Regions from separate parts of the Mus musculus genome. Here regions 1 and 2 are each linked to region 3. A link is a contact called in public promoter capture Hi-C data. All regions are on one chromosome and are shown on one strand. Each heading gives the region's core, a stretch centred on a gene start, on an enhancer-like site or on the middle of the called end of the contact. The rest is flanking DNA. Distances are from core to core; before and after follow the strand shown.

Evidence for each region. Promoter capture Hi-C pulls out the DNA fragments that hold promoters and counts their contacts.
Region 1: a contact with region 3 is called in a promoter capture Hi-C map of neural stem cells. The contact joins the enhancer-like site here to the promoter of Wdfy4 in region 3. A contact is called at or near these places in 10 of 39 promoter capture datasets (the HPC-7 cell line, cranial neural crest, epiblast stem cells and 6 more) and 4 of 484 Hi-C or Micro-C datasets (cerebral cortex, cochlea, muscle stem cells and 1 more).
Region 2: a promoter capture Hi-C map of the HPC-7 cell line shows a contact between it and region 3, with 2.2 times the contacts expected there. The contact joins the enhancer-like site here to the promoter of Wdfy4 in region 3. A contact is called at or near these places in 7 of 39 promoter capture datasets (the C10 cell line, the HPC-7 cell line, HPC-7-derived erythroid cells and 4 more).

What each region holds. Positions count from the first base shown.
Region 1 is chr14:32,534,879-32,537,839 of GRCm38.p6, forward strand. The region is part of intron 5 of Ercc6 (excision repair cross-complementing rodent repair deficiency, complementation group 6); the gene reads left to right. Among named protein-coding and RNA genes, the nearest start is that of Ercc6, 23 kb to the left of the region's middle. Within about 2 kb of position 1,698, at least 32 of the 459 cell types and tissues checked have an H3K27ac peak or open chromatin away from gene starts, as enhancers often do. A contact at or near this core is called in cerebral cortex and neural stem cells, where this site is marked.
Region 2 is chr14:32,507,326-32,510,325 of GRCm38.p6, forward strand. No RefSeq gene overlaps it. Among named protein-coding and RNA genes, the nearest start is that of Ercc6, 4.7 kb to the right of the region's middle. Within about 2 kb of position 1,341, at least 28 of the 459 cell types and tissues checked have an H3K27ac peak or open chromatin away from gene starts, as enhancers often do. A contact at or near this core is called in the HPC-7 cell line, where this site is marked.
Region 3 is chr14:33,183,774-33,186,668 of GRCm38.p6, forward strand. It overlaps Wdfy4 (WD repeat and FYVE domain containing 4), which reads right to left and starts at 1,293. Exons shown (of 59, transcript NM_001146022.2): 1 at 1,095-1,293.

The sequences.
Region 1 (2,961 bases), core at 448-2,947, 650 kb before region 3:
TTCCCAGCATCTGTAGGGGCTTGTACAGTTGTCTAGAACTCTAGTTCAAGGAAGTCCAACACCCTCTTCTGGCCTCTGTGGGCATAAGGCATGGAAGTGTTACAGGCAGTAGGCAAAACACCCATACACACAATAAAATAAAAGTAAATTAAAGTTTAAAAATTAAAAAAGGTTTGTTTTAAGCATATGAGTATTCTTTGGCTGAATAAATATATGTGTACCACCTATGTTCCTGGTGTCCATGAATGTCAGAAAGGGGTACCATCCCCTGAAACTGGAGTTACTGATGACTGTGAACTACCATGTGGGTTATGGGAACTGAACCCAGATCACCCTGCAAGAGCAACAAGTCCTTTTAACTGCTGAGCCATCTCTCCAGCCTCAATTTTACAGCTTTTATTTTTGGTAAAGGTTACATAGTAGAATTATCAGATGCTACATAATATGTATGTGGTTTCTTTATATGTTGTACACACAGTATCTCATTTGGCCTTTGTAGCAGAGCACTGTGGGGCTCTTTGCATGTTTGAGGACATAAATATGGCAGTGAGGAATGATGTTTTCTGGAGTTAGGCCCTCCTTCCTAGTGAAAGTCTCTGAAACAGCACTCTTGTCTGTGTCTGGTTCCCTCTTCTCAGTGCTCGTCTCGCAGTGGGTTCTACTCTAGTGGCCACCACTGGCATCATCGGACTGGGTTACAGAAAGTAGGACCTCCCAAGAGAACATGGTACTCAGTGTTCAGTTTGCTTGCAGCTGCAAATACAAGGACAACACAAAGGAGAACACAAGGGTGAGCTCATCCCAGGCCTCGTTCCCGCCCTACGGATACAGACACAGACTGGAGGTAGCAACTCCATTGCTAGCCCAAGAAGGGCTCTTTTCTGCATTGTGGAGTATTTTCCCATCCTTTTCAATTGATCCTGGGCAAGCTTGGAACCAAAACTAGGGTCCCTGATTCTTCCTACTGGGTAGGATACAGAAACCAGTTTGTCTGTAACCAAGTGGATGCTTTGGGGAATCTGAAAATTGAGCTCAGTTTTGAAAAATAAGAAAATTTTGTTTTACGAAATTGTTTTTAATTGTTCAAAGTGATGAGTTTCCCTTTTTTCTCTTTTTAATTTGTTGTTATTCTAAGATTCTAAGAATTTCTCTGACATTGTAATTAGCTCCCCTCTTGCATGGATCATTCTCGTCCCAGACTATAATAATGCTTATTAGTAGGCAAAGTAAGGTCTGGGGCTTTAGGGTTAGGTGGGTGGGAGTAAGAAAGCAAGCAGCAGACAGTCTCTAAATGAGGTAGAACAGGAAGTGTCTAGAAATCATCATCTCTGGATGATCCACTTATGTCGTTTTCAAACTACACTTCTCTGCACCTGTCTTTCTCGTCCCAAGCTCAATTCTGAGCATTGTTCATTGCTCAGCATTTATTTAGTGTCTGTGTGAGCTCTAGGGCATCTTGCCAGTCTCTGGCCTCTGGCTCTCACTAGAATTGGGAGACAGATAAGGATCTCAGGATATGCTGACAGGCACTGATCATGAGACCTCCTGTGTGCCTAGGACGTCCTAGGATTAGGATGGTACTTGGTAGACCAGATGCCTAAGTCTACTTGACCAGGAACAGCTTCCTCTAAGGCAAAGGAACATAGTGTCTGAAGGGTCTGACAAGTGTGAAGATGTACATGTTTGGAGGACATAGGCTGATAGCTGGATATTCAGTTGAAGTGGACCAAGGCCACGGCATTATGCACCCAGCTGTGTCTTTCCATTTATGTAATCTAACTCTCCTTGGAATGCTAGAAATTCTAAAACAAACTAATAGTAAGTAGTGGCATTTAGCTTGCAGGTATGTTCTTAGGGTTTCATTGACAAAGCACCCTAGTAGCTATGTGGGCCTTCGTGTAGTTCAGCTGGTTAATCGGGATCTGGGATACTTCTGACAGACATTATTGCAGCATTAGCCCCAGATCCCAGAGCCTGGGCCAGGGTCTCATTCCTGCAGGCGTGGAGGGAAGCCAAGGAGTGTTCTCCGTGCCTGCATCTGATGAGAATTTAAGTTTATGTTTCTCCCTGGCTTCCCCTCTCAGCGGCTGCCAGTGGAATCGGCAGCAGGCTGAATGTGGCGGTTGTATGAGGAGTTAGGAGCTCTGCCAGGGAACACCAGGCACGTTAGCTTTATGTGGCTGCAGCTGTGACTATTACATGTGTGGATGTTTTAAAATGAGAGGATGGAGAACATGAAAAAGTTATTCTTTTCTGAAAAACGTAAATGTTGGACCATTTACTGCCACCAGCCAATTTTTTAGTAATTCTGCATGTGCCTTTTGTTACTGTCATATGAAAGTCAGCTGTAATTCAGACAGCATATACATTTATGGTCAAATTTCTATTTCTGTCTTTGGTGCTGGAGATTGAATCTAGAAGCTTATACATTCTAAGAATGTGCCCTGCCATAGAGCTACATTCCTAATCCATAGCAAACATTTTTTTTTTTTAATTTAGATATTCAGGAGGTGTTTTCTGAAGGTCACATCATTGGTAATGATTCACTGTTTATCAAGTGTCATAGCTCTTGCTGACATATTCATTCCTTCTGGTAGTTCTGTGAAACCTTTGAGGGCCAGTGCATTACTGAACATAGCTTGTGTAGAAATGCACATTGCCTCTGCTTCCCCTCTGTAAACTGGTAGTTCCCTTTACAGATTGGGCATGGCCATGTCAACAAGCATGCACAACCACACACAATTCTTAGTTCAGCACTTAGGTTCTCGCTCTTGTGTGGACTGCTTTGCATGTGGCACCTCAGTCAGCCCTTCATATAGCCCAGTGAAGCAGGCGTCACTGAGTTTTCCAAGGCTCTTTGGGGATACTTAGTTGTAAGATTAAGTTTCTTGCTGAGGGTTAAGGGTGCCCATCATGGTTAGCTCTGGAATGTTCTCCAGAGGTTCATGTATTTAGCAGCTA
Region 2 (3,000 bases), core at 91-2,590, 680 kb before region 3:
TGAACAAAGGCATAGTCAATACAGGACACACTATTAATGGTTCTTTGTTCTGAGTTTGCTGCCTCCCAGTTGGAGGCCTCTGGCGGGAGTTCAAGGTCGGCACACCAGGAGATTACTTGAGCACAAGTATCCAGAGTGAGGGAAGAGAGCCAAGGAGAAGGGGAGACACACAGACATCACAGGGCTCAAAAATGTGGCCATTGTTCCTTGCCTGTGTTCCATCCCCATTTCTCCTAATATAATCTGCAGGTGAGAGAATGATGGCGGATAGGTCTCTATCTAACCTAGTGTGTGTGTGATGGTTTAATGTTGATTGTAAGAACCACCCACGAGACAAACTCTTGGCATGCCTAGGACAGTATTTTCCTAGATGAGGCTAGCTAGCTGAGGTTGAAGAGCCATCCTAACTGTGACCTGATATCTACAATGAAGAAAACAGAGAAATCAAGTGGAGCACCAGTGTTCATCTCTGCTTCCCGACAACGGATGGACATGACCGACTGCCTTAAGCACCTGCTGTCGCTGCCAGGGCACCCGCTGTCAGGATAGAGAGACCTGCCTTTGAATTGTATGCAAGAGTAACACTTGTCTTCCTTCCTTCCGTTTGTTTTTGTCAAGTATTGACTTCCCTGTCATAATAGATAGAGGTGTTCTTGAATTGTATGCAAGAGTGACCCTTGTTTTGTTAACTATTCTGTTGTGGCAATGAGCAAAGTACCTGACTCTGAGATTCTGTGCCTAGCCCAGCTTCAGACTGCAAGCCTTCACCCTTGGTTCAGTCCCCCACGAGACAGGAGAACCGGTAGGCAAATGAGAGGATATTAATGTCTGCAAGGAGAAGCAGAGTGTCTCCCAAATACATAATGACTCCTAGACATTTTGAGAATGAGGTACCACTTCTCACATGCTCATTTTGGGGGACAGAGGAGCTAATTTTTATCTGGGGGAAACAGATGGTAGAAGTAGTAGGAGAGGGTTAATAATCTCCAAGGAAGTGGTGTGGGCGGGGCTTAGGGGGGCAGATTTTACCAGCGGAGTCAGTGGAAGAGGTGCTCACTTATCACAGACTGACTTCTCTCCCATTTCCGATTCATACAATGAAGATCTAACCCTTAACACCTTACCATATGAATGTATCTGGGGATAGGACTATCTATTAAGCAGCAGTTCAGGTAAATTACGTCAGTAATGTGGGTTCCAATTTTGTATTTCTGCTGTCCTTATGAGAAGAAAGTTAGACACAGACACACCCCCAGAGGAAAGTCCATCACACGCCATGGTGAGAGGCCTCTAGAGAAAGTAACCCTGCCAACAACTTAAACTCAAGACTTCAGCCTCCAGAACCACGACTTCTGTTATTTGAGCCAATCAGCTGCTAACAACATTGCTTCAGTAGCTCTAGCAAGCAGGCTTGAGGGGGTGGGTGGCAAAGGGCAGAAGGCAGAGACCGTCTTGAGAGAAACACCCTGACCTCCGGTTCCTCCACAGTTTCATCTGCTTTGCCTTTCATTGTCAAATCCAGATAAAGCCTGTGCCTGTTGATGCCAGATGATTAGGTCAGCCGCTAGAGTGCAGAGGTGGGTGGGAGAAGTGGAGCATGGGCCCAGGACCCCAAACAGAAAACTGTATCGGCGTTAGGAAGGTTGAGAACCACTACTGTAGGCAATGTGAAGATGTAAGAGAGCAACTTCAACAGAAGCACATTGTCCTTTTATCAGAACAATGAAGGGTAGCAGTGGATACTCCTCACAAGTGGATACTGTGTACCCAGGCACACGGGGCTTGAGGGTTTTCTAGGGCAGAAAGGGCAACTTTAGAAGAACATTCCATCTGTAGATCTGTTCCCCTGATATGGTACCTTGTTGGGAGCTCCTCAGAGCCTAGCTGCCAACATAGGAACGCTACCAGCCTCTCAACTTTTCTGTTAGGAGTTTCTCAGCTTGGCCTTAGACTTTTAGGTCATTAACCCTCCAGACCAGGAAAACAAGGACTGGGACGTGGGGGCTGTAATGATTGGTCAGAGAATGGGTCCTGAGCCACATCTCTGACCCTGGGAGAAGACGTGGCATCCTGAGCTGCTGGCAAAGTCATTAGTAAATAAACATTTACCTCGTTTTTAGAAGATTGTTCCTGAAAGAGTTAAATCAAAAGGGCATGCTAGGTGCAGGACAGCTATGTGCTCTAGAGACTTGAGAAATAGTCTAAAGCGTGTCTGAGATGTAGCCAGGCCCAGTGGGCCCTTTGGCCATTGTCACTCTCATTCCTTGAGAGTGTTCTCTGCTTCACACTTTGTTTAACTATGTTCTATATGAATGTTCTAAATTCTTTTCATGCATATCACAAGGACTGGGAAGTTAAGTGGACTTCAGACCAAGCCCCCTGGGGCTGTGTTACCAAGAATGATTAAGCAAGCTTTGCAATTCCTTTTTCTCTCACTTGGGGCTCAAAGTGGGAAGTGACACATCACTACATGAATAAGATATGTCACTAGGGGCACTGAGATCCCCTTTTGGGGGTTAATAAAAGAATTTTGAAACAGACTCCAAAGCCGGGCGTGGTGGCACAAGCCTTTAATCCCAGCACTCGGGAGGCAGAGGCAGTCGGATTTCTGAGTTCGAGGCCAGCCTGGTCTACAAAGTGAGTTCCAGGACAGCCAGGGCTATACAGAGAAACCCTGTCTCGAAAAACCCAAAACAAAAACAAGAACAAAAACCAGAAACAAACTCCAAAGGAAGGTTGAGGGCAGTGTAAGAGAAAAACGTCAGGGCAGGAAAGCTACTAACCTAGTCACTACTGTGAGAAGGGAGATGAAAAAGAGGGAGAGAGAAAGCCATATTGTTTGTACTGGAAGTCCGCAATTCACCACATGGCTTAGATGGGGCAAGGGAATGAATGGCAAAGCCCAGATGTCAGGGAAATTATGGCCGGGCTTTGCCAGTATCCCAAAGGAAAAGAGAAAAGACAAGGAAGTGTGTGGGCCACACGGCGGGAGCTCTGTGA
Region 3 (2,895 bases), core at 43-2,542:
AAAGCCATATATAGTTTGGGTTACCTTTCCGTTGCTGTGATAAAACACCATGACCAAGACAAGTTACAAAAGAAAGCATTTAATCTGTTGCTTACAGGTTCGGAGGATTAGAATCCATGATGTCAGAGCAAAGGAACAGTGGCAGGAACAGCTGAGAGTCTAAAAATCACATCCAAGAGGCAAAGAGAGAGGCCCTCACTAGAAACAAAGGGAGAGGACTTTTGAAACCTCAAAGCCCGCCCCCAGTAACTCACCCTTTCCAACAAGGCCACACCTCCTAACACTTCCCAAACATTTCCACCAATTAGAGACCAAGTATGAAAATATATGAGCCTAAGGAAAGCACTCCCATTCAAACTACCAGACATGTATTAAACAATTTAGAGATAGTGGAGGAATCAGAAATAAAAACAAGGAAACAATAATCCCAAAGCTGGGACAGAGGGTCATTCAGGCTAAACACCTATACACACAAGATAATAAAATAAGGTTTTTTTAAAATTTAATAAAAAAGAAAACTCTTTTAGGCCCATAGGAGGTCAGACCAGACACCAAGGATGTAAAGACAGGAGAATTTTTCCCACACTTGAGCCCACACCCAACTCTCTGGCTAGTCCCCAGCCCCCAGCACACCCTTCACTGCAAGGTACCACACTGACCTCCAAGCCTTCCTGAAGGCTTTTAAGAGCAATTCTCAGAAACCACAGTGCAGGGCTGGGCTCCTTCAGTGTCCTCTCAGCAGATGTGTGCCCTCCCTGTCCATCCTGCACATTCCTCCAACCCACTTTATGTCACCGCACCGGCATCACAGGCCCCATCTGTAACTTGTCTCTTTACTAGTTCATTGGACGTAAGTGGATAGAAATGGAGACAATTATACTTGAAATATTCCCTAGAAAGACAGTACCCAACGCCCAGTCATCACTTCGGAAAGACTGGGACAAAGGATTAGGTTCTTGAAAGCTGGGTTTTGAAGGAGAAAGGGATCAATCCTCAGTGGCCCAGATGCTGCTGTTAATGAGAAACATTGGAATTCAAAGGCTGCGTGTGATAACGCAGGTGAAGAAATGCCACCTTAAGAGACTTCTACTTACCAGATCCTGGGGCAGGCAAGGGTGGGGCCAGCTAAGGGCAAGACCAGGTCTGCCCAGCTGCCCCGAAGGCCAGGGTGGGTGGTCCACCCTTCACAAGCTACACCAGGGCTATGAGAGGAGCGTCTCAGTCAGTGTCCCGTTCTATACCTTGACAGTGGCACAAGCCAGAGTTAGTTTTCCCCAGCTGTGGCAGACTCCTACCTCTCAGCAGAGTCTAAAGAAGGGACTTAACCCGTGGTCAGAGGGTAAGGAATGATCTAGTGCCTGGTCAGCTCAGCAAAACTCACAAGTGACAAGGGTGCTGAGAGGCACTGACCACAAGGACCTCCTTCACCGCTCACTTCCTGCCAATCGTCCCTCCTCTCTGCCACCCCGCATTCAGACTAAGTACTGATGGTCACACATGTGCTCCACAGTTGGCTTTGCAGGAAGCAGCGGGGCAGTCTACCGCAACAAACAGCCCCCACCTGGCTGATCTCTCTTATCCAAGATCAGAAAGACGTACCTGGAGGGTGGTGGTCAAAGCCTGCGGATGTCACATGGTGTGAGTGCTTCTATCCCCAGCCTCCAATGGCTCAGCTCAGGGGAACAGACCAAGACCTGGCCTCGCATGGCAGCCATCAACAACAGTGTTTCATTATGAATCACTTGTGCTGGGTTTCTCTTCATTTCCTGGAGAAAGCAGAAGTGGGAAGTCAGCAGATGCCTGCCCTTCCCATCCTTCCCTCCAAGGAGCCAATGACAGAGCTGCTTCACCAATGACTGGCAGGACAACATGGGTTTCACAAAAGCTCCCCTGAGACTGTGTGTTTGGTGATCAAGCAGAGCCAGGTGGGACCTAGGAACAGAAGGGAAAGTACAGCCTGGTGCCCATGTCTGAATTCCGCCTCTGCTGCTTACTAGCTGTGTGCCCAGCAGGCTGGGGTCCGTATGGCTCCTCGTCCTAACCCTCAGCCTCCCAGTCCTAATTTCAAATCCCTAGGAACTAAATCTAAATGCCTTCCCTTCTCTAAATGGTAAGGTATGGGAGCAGGTGTGTGGAATACCAATATGGAAGAATGGCTCTTTCTAAGACCCCAGCAGAGTTCTTAATGTCTCCACAGGATGGAGAAGACTAGATTGGAGCAGAAGCTTAGAGAAAATCAGAAACGTCTTTGTAGATAAGCCAGGCACAGGGGGGACTGGGGGAGACAAAGCCAAGGGTTAGGGGTTGCAGGAGTGTGAGGCTCAGAAACACACAAAGGAGAAAGTGGGGTGTTCTCCTGATGAGGTGACTTCATTCGTGCAGGTGATGTTCTGCCCAGATGACCCACAGGACAATGTGGGTCAGTAGGGGAAAGGGCAGGGTCCAGGCACTTATAAGAGCAGAGAGGAATCTCTGATTGGATGTTGCAGCCTTGTGCCTTTACAATATGCACATTCCCATAACTCCAGCTTTTCCTATGGGGAAAGTTTCACACTCGGGCTCAGCAAACAACTCAGGCCCAGTGCAGAAGCCACCCACCAGGGGAGCAGAGAGACTCCTTCCACAGGTGGGCATTGCCATGTGGAAGGGAAACACCCTTAGGTTTTCCATGGTCAAAGTCATGAACATCAAAAATAATGTTACCCAATGAACAGTGGGCAAGAAAAGAAACACAGGGAACAACTTGATGGCGACTTAAGCGAATGCTGTATCAGAAACAACAGAAGTCAGAAGACAATGGAGGCTCAGTTGACTTTCCTCTATCCATGATAGAACACTGGCTGGCTTGATCTTGAGCAACTCTTATGCATGAAGCCACAGCTGCTGTTGGCTAAT